Linked DNA regions of Mus musculus: all the other regions are linked to region 1. Evidence: chromatin contacts called from public HiChIP or PLAC-seq data. All regions are on one chromosome and are shown on one strand. The core of a region is the stretch at or near the end of the contact, and the rest is flanking DNA. Distances in the headings are between cores, read along the strand shown. Region 1 overlaps Fryl (FRY like transcription coactivator). Region 2 holds the start of Fryl (FRY like transcription coactivator). Region 3 overlaps Fryl (FRY like transcription coactivator).

Region 1 (3,572 bases), core at 465-2,964:
GCCAGAGAAGAGCAGGCGTCCCTGAAGTGTCTCTCTTATATGCTGTTTTCAGTACGGCGATGAGCTGGCCTGGTCGGAGGTGGAGAATGTGTGGACCACCCTTGCAGACGGCTGGCCAAAGAACCTGAAAATTATTTTGCACTTTCTGATCAGCATCTGCGGAGTGAATAGCGAACCAAGCCTCTTGCCTTACGTATGTATTCAAGTCCATTTTTTCCCCTTAAAAGTTACACATTTACTGAATTACCTGTCAGGGTATGGATTGATTGCCCCACAGAGGCAAATGAGAATGGGGGGAGGACAGCCAGGATCTTAGTGTGGACTTAGCCATTGACCCATTCTGTCACTGCCACTGCGTGCTGTCCCAAGCCAGGCACTCTATAAACACGGGCATTTCACTTCATGGATAACACAGGATTCATTCTCTGAAATGTCACCTAGAGTGATCAGCAACTTAATGCGTGCAGCTGTGATAAGGGCTGCAAAGGAAAGCTATGCTGAGAAGAATTATCTGAGAAACCCCCAGATAAAGGCTGGGGTTTGAGAGAGGAGTGATGGTCATGTAGAATCTACCAACTGAGGTTTGCCCAGGCTGTAGCCAGCAGCTTGATAAGAGCTCAGGGCCTGTGTCTTCAGAAAGGGAGGGGAAGTCTGGGGGATGGAAAAGGATGAGACATTAAATCCATTTGGTTAATTAAAGTAAAGCCATTAACTCCAGTTAAGACTGTAGAATATGACTCATGGGTTCAGAGCACCGTTTGCTCTTCGAAAGGACCTGGGTTCAGTTTCCAGCATGCACATGGTGGCTCATGACTGTCTATAACTCCATTTCCAGGGAATGCCGTGTACTCTTCTTGCCTCTTCAGCACCAGCCACACACACAGTACACAGGCATGCTTGCAGGCAACATAACCCATACATGTGAAGTGAAAAATAAAATTGCCGGGCATGGTGGCGCACGCCTTTAGTCCCAGCATTCGAGAGGCAGAGGCAGGTGGATTTCTGAGTTCAAGGCCAGCCTGGTCTACAAAGTTTGTTCCAGGACAGCCAGGGCTATACAGAGAAACCCTGTCTCCAAAAGAAAAAAAAATTGATACAAAAAAAATTATCCATCCACGTTAACAGAACAGTAGCAGCCATGAGGGCTGAAGTGAGTATCCAGATGTGCACACAGCGTGTGCAGCTCCCCAAAGCATACCCCACAGAAAGCCAGACCTTCAGGAGGCTGTCATGGAATTTCTGACTGACCCTCCCACAAACAGACTGTGGTGTGGCGTAGGCGACATAAGTAATGGATGGACAGACAGATAGCATGCTCTGGCCCAGGAGGTGGAGCCACTCTGGCTACTGCACAGCCACTGTTAGACTCAGTGGTAGGGGGCGGGGGTGAGAGCAAAAGATGAGAGAGGATATTGATCAGAGGACACCCCTACCCTCATGGCAGCCCAAAGCTTTCTCCATTAACCAAGAAATTTTAACAGGAAAGCTCCCCTCCCCCTTCCCTGCCCTACTCTTCTACAAAGACCTTAACTTTGATTTAAAAAACAAAAACAAAAAACAAATCTGTCTCGATGGGAACTGGAGAGATGGTTCAGCAACTAAGAGCAGTGGTTCACTAAGCCAAGGACCAGGTTCAATTCCCAGCCCCTACGTGTAGTACACAACCAACTGTAACTCCAATTCCAAGGGACCACCATGCGCTTGCTCTCCGGCCTCCTCCCGGTGGTGCAGTGTATGAACGTGATGCACCTAAGTCAACCGAAGCATGCACAGACCCAAAACAACCAAACATTTAAAACGTCCGCCCCTCCAGAAGAAGCCATGAGATCACAGGCTTCCTCCTTTTCTCCTGTGCAGGTGAAGAAAGTCATCGTCTACCTGGGTCGAGACAAAACCATGCAGCTGCTGGAAGAGCTGGTGAGCGAGCTGCAGCTCACGGACCCCGTCAGTTCCGGCGTCACGCACATGGATAACCCGCCCTACTACCGCATCACTTCCAGCTGTAAAATCCCTTCCGTCACCTCAGGTGAGCCCCGCCCACTGCTTTGGGGAAAGCGAGGCTCTGCCCTCATGCTCTTATCCACGGGGGTTCTTGTCATTAAATCCTATTACCAATGAAGAAAAATCGAACAGTGGGCACGTGTGGCGATTGATCTGAAATTTGGTAAATCTTCTGTGAGTGTACTATTACAGAGAAGAATGGTGGTTTTGTACTTTTTCAGGAATGGAGTATAATTTCCTAAAGAGTGATTTTTTTTTTTTTAATTCTGTTCTTTGTTTTGTTGGATGTGTGTCTTAGTCAGGGTTTCTATTCCTGCACAAACATCATGACCAAGAAACAAGTTGGGGAGGAAAGGGCTTATTCGGCTTACACTTCCATACTGCTGTTCATCACCAAGGAAGCCAGGACTGGAACTCAAGCGGGTCAGGAAGCAGGAGCTGATGCAGAGGCCATGGAGGGATGTTCTTTACTGGCTTGCCTCCTCTGGCTTGCTCAGCCTGCTCTCTTATAGAACCCAAGACTATCAGCCCAGAGATGGTCCCACCCACAAGGGGCCTTTCCCCCTTGATCACTAATTGAGGAAATGCCTTACAGTTGGATCTCATGGAGGCATCTCCTCAACTGAAGCTCCTTTCTCTGTGATAACTCCAGCTGTGTCAAGTTGACACAAAACTAGCCAGTACAGATGTGTTTTTAATGAATAGAGTCATCTTGTTTAATTTAGAAAAATGCTAACTTGCTGGAATTACCCGTGTGACCCCATGCCGTAGTTATTTGGATCTGTATTGTGCGTTGTGGACAGTAAAGTGAATGCAGATACCATTGGGTATGAATAGACACAGTCTGATGTTTTGATGAAGTATGGGAAGATGCTATGATTTTGTGAGTGTGTAGTACGGAGTCATGGAGGCAAGCTAGCAACATGCCCTCAGGTGATCTGAGTTGAAGCAGTTGCTCTCTGTGTGGACAGCTCCCAGTGATGAATAACGATGTGTCAGCATAGCTAGGCCAGTACGTCTCACCCTTCCTGATGTCACTACCCTTTAATATAGTGCCCCATGTGGTAACAAATTATTTTTGTTGCTGCTTCATAGCTGTAATTTTGCTACTCTTAGGAATCCTGTGGTAAATAGCTGGTAGGCAACCCTGTGTGTGTGGGGGGGGGGGGTCGCACTCCACAGGTTGAGAAACACTGGTCTAGACTGTTGTTAGTAAAGATTTGATTCTGTAATATTTGGTCTCCCATGGTCTCCCGGCATAGATTACATATTCTCATTATGTCAATACCAACTGCATCGTTGGAAATATTCATTTTTGTCTTTTATAATTTTGTTTTTCTTTGTATATTCTTCTGGCTTTTACCTTTTGGACCAACTTCCCACCAAAACTATCTCTTCTCAGTCTAGCTCTCTCACATGTGCAAACAAGTGCTTAATCCCAAAATGCTTGCTGATTTTTTTTTTTAACATCCCACTAGTCATGTTTGAGGGTTGAACTTTGTTTGCTGATAATTTATGAAGTCCCCATGCCCTTTCTGCGGCTGTGGGTTCCAACTTTGTGCTAAGACTGC
Region 2 (3,572 bases), core at 758-3,257, 180 kb before region 1:
ACAAGTTCAGGTTCCTTGTCTTCATTCAGATTTAGTCAGCATGGATGGAAAATATTGGGAGGACGAGGGATTTAAATTATTGTTGGCGTGCACTATGTAGCAAGTCCCACCCTGATCACGTCTGCATTGGACATGCATAGATGTTATTGGTCATCATTCTCTCAGTGATCCAGTACAATAGTGAGTCCCATAGCACTGACATTGTGTTAGCTATTAGAGACACTCCAGCGTTTATTTTCAATATGTAGAGGACTCTGCATGCTACATGTCAATGGCATGTGATTTTATAGGAGACCTGAATAACGGAAGATTAGGGTATCCCTGGGGTGGGGGGTCTTTGAAGAAATTCCCTTGCAGATATGGGAAAGAGGGATGACTGTATCTGGAGGAGTAGGTTGGAAAGGGGGCTTAGTTAAAGGCCGTAATTGGGTGCTTGTATTTGTGAAGGCCTTATAAAACAGCTAGGTTCCCATCTCTTGTCTCAGCGTGTGACAATCGTGAGGGGCTGAGACTTTAGCTCACTGGTAGAGGACTTACCTTGAATGCATGAGTCCCTAAATTCATTCCCACTGCTGCAAAAATGTACAAACAATTTAAAAGGAAGGACCTGCAAACACCAATCAAGTCCCGCCTCTCTTACTGCTCCTCGATAATAATGGCTCTCTGAGTTCAGGAAAAAAGCCTTATCTCTCAACTGTCTATGCTTATTTCCCTCTCTCTAAGCTGGTCTGGTCTAGGGCGGCATTGGGCACAGCCACTTTCTTGGCACTACTGGAGGTGACTGCTGCACCTGTAGGGATCCTCTGACGTCGTCAAAGGATCGTCAAAAGTATCAAAGACCATAGAAAATAGAGAGAACACTTAACCTGTTCCTTACTATTTCTTGGCGGGTCCGAAAGCCATAACCACACTCAGGTTTTTTGGAAATAACCTTCGTTTCCTATATCTGGGGTAGGAACCTGGTGCTAAGTTAATGCAGATCCCGAGGTTGTCGCAGGATTCCTCTCCTTTAATGAGCAGGGTTCTGCCACTCAGGTTTCTCCTGGCGAGACTTCTCCCTCTTCCTTTGGGTAGATGTGCTTTCCCCGGAAAGGTGCCACTGTCCTTCAAAGACTAGCCCTCTGGTGTCCACATTTGTAACAAGAGGAACTTTGAGAATATCAGCAAAGAGGAATATATGTTTAATCTTTCCAAACAATTTTTAAAAATAATAAAAAATAGCATAGTCCCGCGCAAATGCCAGTATGACACACAGGACGTGACCTAAACGGAACTTCTAATGGGAAGAACTTAACGCTTTTCTGAACGTCCTATTGCAAGATAAACAAGGAAACCCCTGGGTTTGAAGACACCTTCGTTAATTCTTCCGGGTGCGTAAAGCCAGGAAGTCAAGGATGTGAGCAGAGTAGACAGGGAGTGTGAACTTGATTAATTCTCAGGAGCCAGTATTAGGATTTCAGGTGTTCTCACTCCATTCACGAAATAGGATTGGGCTCTCAGGATCCCGCAGCTGCTGTGGTGTGCTTTTTATCTGAAGATTTTTGCATCCTTTCCACCTCTCTTTCCCGCCTTCCTCAGTATAGGTTGTTTGTGCTCGACCTCTACCAACATTTAAAGGTACAGAGGCTTTGAGGGTGCCAAAATAGGGAAGACTTTACGACTGTCTTTCAGCCGTCCAGGGAGAGTGATAAAAGGTAAGGGGCGTGCAGACTTGCCTTTTCTTACCCAATCAGGTGCACAGGAAGATGTCTTTCTACCAATAAAAATAAAGTTAGCTTTCCGGAGGCGGGAGGGTGAGCCGTGACTGCCAGTTCTCCAAAGCAACGTTGGAGGCGAGGACCGAGAGTGATTAGAGGTAGGTCCAACCCGGGGGAGGGGGCGGGGCGAAGGTGGGGAAACTCTGAGCGGCGGGGAGGCCGGCCAGTGGAGGGCGAGGACCGCTGTTCCTGGTGTAGTATCCTTCGCCAATCAGGAAGGCGAGTGGGTGGGCGGGGCAGAGAAGGGGTGGGCAGAGCTCGCAGCACTGCCGGGCGCCCGTCGGGCTCTGGGAGAGACAGAAATCCGGTTAAAATCAGAGTCGGAGGGAGGTTTAACCACGAATCGGTCCCGATCGGATTATTCCTTAAAGGGGACGCGCCATTGTCAAAGAGAACGGAGCCTGGGGCCCGAGGGCGGGGACCGGCGGCGCTGGAGGAACGAGGCAGCTGCACGGGACTGGGGACCTGGTAGGTGCTGTTTGGGGAAAGGCGCTTCATTTCACTTTCTCTTCCAGCGCGGGGGCAGGATCCGGGATGCCCGCCGACCGTCGGCCGTAGGATCCGGGATGCCCGCCGACCGTCGGCCGTGGGATCCCGGGTCCCCGGCCCTGGCCCGGCTGCCCTTCTTGCTGCGAGCCGCGAGGGAGGCGGACCGGGATGGGCGGCTGCGGCGCCGACTGGGGAGGCTCCTAACGGACGCGGGCGCGGTACTGAGCCGGGGTCAACCGAAAGCCCGTCGGAGCTGCGGCAGACCCGTGGGGGAGCACCGCGCGCCCCGCTCTGCTGCGCGCCTCCTTCCCGGCCCGTGCCCGGCTCTCCCCGCGCTCCCGGCTGCCCTGGTCGCGCGCCGTCGTCTCCACGCTCGCTCCGCTCTTCCCGCGCGCCCGGCTGCCCTGAGCGCGCTCCCTGCGCCGCTCGGCGCGCCGGCTTGGTTCGCACGCCGCGGGTTCACCGCGACCCGGGAACCGCCCGGCGAGGAAGCGGGCGGCGGGGCGGTGGCGGCAGGCGCTACTGCTGGGTTGATCATCCGACCCGGCTGAAGGTGCCGGCAGGCGGCCTCGGGAGGAGAGGCGGCGGGCTCGCGCTGCGCGCCGAGGTTGCCGGCCCGGCCGGGCATTGTCCGCGATCCTCCGCCGCGTCTCTCCGCCCACTGCTTGCGGTGCTGGGAGGGGTGCGGACCTGGGCGCAGAGCCCACTCCGCCTGAAGCGACGGCGCACCCCCGGACCCGCGCCTTTCCGGAGCCGGGGTCGGCCCGGCGGACGCCAAAGTCACCGCCCGCCGCCGGGCCTGTGCAGCCCGGGCCACCGGCTTCGCAGACACCGGCGCTGGCTCCTCGCGGTCCGGAGCTCAGCCGTGCAACTTTTCTTTGCCTTCTAATGGGAGTTGTTGCTTCCGGGCGGCAGGTTCTCCCGGCCCGGCCGAGCCTCGTTTCTTGCGTCTGCAGAGGCCGATATCTAAGGCGATCTGGGGCCTGAATGCTTTACTACTAGTCCAGCTTTGTTCCTCATTACCTACAATCGCTTTGCTTGTAGACTTTCGAGGATATAAGTCCCAGGTTGCTGTGTTAATAAAAGAATAAATAAACGGGTGGGGGAATGGCTGAGGGGCTAGAGCTTCAGACAGAACTAAATGTGCTTTAACCTTTGAACTAGGGAAAGTATTACCGGGACTCCACGACAGAAGCTCTTCGAGGAGGGTAGAAGGGTCTGTAGGATTGGGGGGGGGGGGGAACAATGAACAACTTTTGATGGAAATAAAAGTTGGTTTTATAAACTGCTGTTCCGCCTAGCAGGTGCCTTCCATAAAGTTGATCT
Region 3 (3,572 bases), core at 761-3,260, 130 kb before region 1:
AGCTTCACTGAGGACGAGTGATGTTTTGCCTGGGAACCAGGCGTCCCAGTATCTTAGGTTCCCGGTGCTCCCTTCTTGGGCTCAGCCAAGCAACCATAGTGTTTTCCTTCCTTCCCAGCATCTCCTCAGCCTAGTCTTCCATCTTGACATATCTGTCCACCCCCTCTCCCCTTGTTGCTTAGAGGCTCACTCCTAACCGTTATTCCCCTAATCCGCTTACAATCCCCGTCAGTCAGATTGATTTATTTTTGACCTACATAACCCTGTTTTCCTTTGTTGCTACCGCCAACTCTAAGATTTTACCACAGTCTCAGCAGCCATGGGTTGATGTGGAGTCAGAAGAACTGCGTATTTCTCATTTCAGAACTGGTAAGAATTCTGGTGAGTCTCGTGGGGTTAGGAGGGGGTGCGTCCAGGGGAGTCTCTTTAAGAGGAGACAAATCTCAGGTGTAGTGCCGCAGGCACCTTGAGTAGAACCTTCCAGAAGTGACCTTATTCCACCGAAAAGCCTTACTTGCCTTTTGAAGCCATCTTTACATACACTTCAGCACACATTAAATAACGCCTGTCTCTCCACACAGCTTTGACAAAAGTGTGTGTGTATGGCAGGCAGTATCCGCGTTCTGGGGAAGCCAGAACACTAGGTGTTCAGTTTTCACGTGGCAGAGAGTGACCAATAAAGCCATAAGGACGGAGCGTATTGGCATGAACCTGTGCTTTTCCCGGCCCTAGGACGGCATCGGAAGGATCACCCTCCCGACTGATTTCTAGATTAACAGTGATCCTTTGCGTATTAGTAAGGCAGGTTTACTCGGCCCTCAAGCGGGATTTTGTTTGTATATCAGGGCCAGTCAGCAATGTTTCTTCTGTGACAAGATGGGACGGTTGCTCGTTAGTGATAGCCTGCAAAATGACTTTATTTTTTGTTTAAAAAGAAAAAACCCTTCTCGGTTTCTGCTCATTCACACCTTAGTCCTCTCCTTGTCTCCTTTCCCCCTCTTTCTTCTTCTGAATGAGTCTGCTGCTTTGACTGCATTGTCGTGTCTTAGTATTCCCTAACCGGGCCACTGATGACAGCTGTGTCTGATGAGGCCATTTTTCTGGACTCATAATGGAAATTTTTTTTGTTGAGGGGTGACGTTTGCTGATTTTCTTTTACGTAAGAGTTTTCAGATATTAACCTTTTCGTTGCTTTGGCCTACCTATTGAATTAAAGAACTGCTTTTTGTCTGTTAGTCTTTCTGGATGTAATGAAGGGGATGTGTGGTTATGAAAATTTTGGTTCCTTACCAGATGGGTTTATTTTTGGGATCTGAGATGTAGGAAAGCAGAAACCTTTTAAACCCTTTAAAAAAGCAAAAGGACATATTACAGTGTTTTAAACATTCTGACGTTAGCAGTAGTATCTTGCTTATATTAAGGTCAAACATTATAATGGAAGTTTTATAATGAACTTTGCTTAAGATGAAATTAGGATTTTTGAGACTTAGCTTCTGGGAATAGGATTTTAGAGTTTTCAAAAATGATTTTGAAACATTAGGTGTCCATAGGTAAGAAACAAATTCCCATGTGCTGCTGATCCCCACTAATATTGCTTATGGTTTAGAGTGATAAAGGAAGTTTTTCTTTAGAAAATGGCAAGTCTACAAAGCTGACAAATGCTGTGTAGCTCCTGGTTCGATGGGTTTGTAAAGGCTTCACGAGTAAGATCAACGAGATTGCACTCCAGGTAGGGCTTGTGTAACTGGCAGCCATGCCGAAGAAACCTGCCAAGGTGGGAGACATGAGTCAGGTCCTCCCTTGGCCCTCTCCAAGTCTCCTCTCTGCCCCCCATTTATAGAGCCACACCCGAATTAGTTTTTAGTACAATCACAGTGTGACTTCAGAAGCACGGCCTATTAAAAAGATGGCTTTTGTTTCTTGTTTTCCCAACAACCTCATTTACACATTGTAGAATGTTCTCCCACAGCGAGGTCTAGAAGGATGGTCTGAGAACCGGGTGAGTCATACACTCCAGGGCACACTCTGCAGGGAGACCCCAGTTCTAGTTTCACATTTGCCTGCCCTCCGTGTAGGGTGTGGCTTGATGGTCGGATGGGCTGCTCCCATGCTCTCCTCTGCTCCTGGCGCCCAGTTTCCAGAAGGCCTCAACAGCATTGCTTTACGGCTCACATTTCTCCAATACATCTTCCAGTTAATATTTAATTTTGCCTACTGATTCCAGGGTATGTCAAAATCCTCAGTGAGAAGAGCAACGTAAGCCCAGAAGTGAAGCTGGTCCAGAGACCACACTCGAGGCGTTTATTCAGATGACTGAATTTTAGGACACTGAGCCAAGGACCAAATAGTGTCTCAACACTGAGCGTGGAGTAAGGCAGAGGGGTCCACAGAAGATGACTCGAGTGGACAGGTTTTCATATAAGCCACAGCGACGACAGCTGATCCCTCCAGGGCTAGCCAGGCCCACCCTCCAAGGTGGACGCAGCCGACGTGTGGACAGTCACGGTGTTGAGGCTGTTAGTGGCCTTCTTCAGAAAGCATGTGCTGTAGACTGGAGCTCACATTTAAGAATCATGGCTGAAATGCCACGGCCGCTTCCCTTCATGACAACGTTGGTCCACCAGACTTGAATAATTAGATCTCAACAACAAGGATTGGATTTAGTCTGTGAAATATAAAGTCATCTCTGACTCGCCGGTCACAGCATGGGTTCTTTTAGTTTCTTTGGTTTTGAGAGTTCTGATCACACGAGAACGTATTGGGGTCACAGAATGTGATGTAAATCCACCCAGCAGCGTATTCTGTTAAGAGAGCCAGACGTTCAGTATTTCAGGGTCATTCACCAGTGTTCTTTCTCTCAGTTCCCCTGTCTGTAAAGTTGAACATGTGCAAAGGTTGTGGTTAGCTGGATTAAAATGAAGGCGTGCGTGTGGAGCGCCAGCCGCAGCTCGTCCCGCCTAGTGGGCTGTCGGTGACAGGTGCTGGTTTTCTTGTTGTGCTCTTAATTAGCTTGAATTTCTAGGGTGTCATTTCTTAGGGTGCAGTGAACCAACTCTGAATTCTCCACTCCTGTATTTGTAGCTTTCTTAGACCAAAGTTAGCCACCGTGAAGGGCGGAGTCGGAGGGGTGTTGCTGACTTCCATTCAGGGGTGGGGTGGGGGTTCTCCCAGTTACGGGTTGTGCTCTGTAAGAGGAGAATTCAGTTTTGTGGCATGTTTTTTTTTTTTTTTTTTTTTTTTCTCTATATGGTCAAATGTAGTGACCAAATCAACTCGGAATGTTTTGTTACTAACTTTGAAATTCGTTATTTTCTGTGTAGGGGATGTTGATCTGAATAAATTACTGATTATCTTTTACAAATTTCTAGGGAGGAACCGCTAATCTGTACTCAGCACAATCCTTTCTTTCATAAACGTGGGGAGGAGGCAGCAGCACACAGCCACTTCAGAGGGCAGAGCCAACAGTCGTTATGTAACCTGGGTACATGATAGCCTCTGGCTCTAGGTCCAGGCACCCTGGGGGGCTGTGCTGGGGAGACTTACAGTGAGGTGGTACTGTTTATTGAGCTTGA

Evidence for each region. HiChIP or PLAC-seq counts read pairs in DNA pulled down with a chosen protein or histone mark.
Region 2: an H3K4me3 HiChIP or PLAC-seq map of embryonic stem cells shows a contact between it and region 1, with 3 times the contacts expected there. The contact joins the promoter of Fryl here to the enhancer-like site in region 1. A contact is called at or near these places in 8 of 115 datasets of contacts at active chromatin or transcription factors (the SCID.adh cell line, embryonic stem cells, forebrain and 2 more) and 4 of 9 other capture datasets (adipose tissue, embryonic stem cells, liver and 1 more).
Region 3: an H3K27ac HiChIP or PLAC-seq map of embryonic stem cells shows a contact between it and region 1, with 6 read pairs. The contact joins two enhancer-like sites. A contact is called at or near these places in 3 of 115 datasets of contacts at active chromatin or transcription factors (all in embryonic stem cells) and 4 of 9 other capture datasets (adipose tissue, embryonic stem cells, liver and 1 more).

Annotation. Positions count from the first base shown.
Region 1 is chr5:73,079,418-73,082,989 of GRCm38.p6, reverse strand. It overlaps Fryl (FRY like transcription coactivator), which reads left to right. Exons shown (of 63, transcript NM_028194.2): 35 at 53-193; 36 at 1,858-2,026. Among named protein-coding and RNA genes, the nearest start is that of Slc10a4, 74 kb to the right of the region's middle. Within about 2 kb of position 1,714, at least 9 of the 459 cell types and tissues checked have an H3K27ac peak or open chromatin away from gene starts, as enhancers often do. A contact at or near this core is called in embryonic stem cells, where this site is marked.
Region 2 is chr5:73,255,053-73,258,624 of GRCm38.p6, reverse strand. Fryl (FRY like transcription coactivator) reads left to right here and starts at 2,007. Exons shown (of 63, transcript NM_028194.2): 1 at 2,007-2,225.
Region 3 is chr5:73,209,304-73,212,875 of GRCm38.p6, reverse strand. The region is part of intron 2 of Fryl (FRY like transcription coactivator); the gene reads left to right. Among named protein-coding and RNA genes, the nearest start is that of Fryl, 46 kb to the left of the region's middle. Within about 2 kb of position 2,010, at least 72 of the 459 cell types and tissues checked have an H3K27ac peak or open chromatin away from gene starts, as enhancers often do. A contact at or near this core is called in embryonic stem cells, where this site is marked.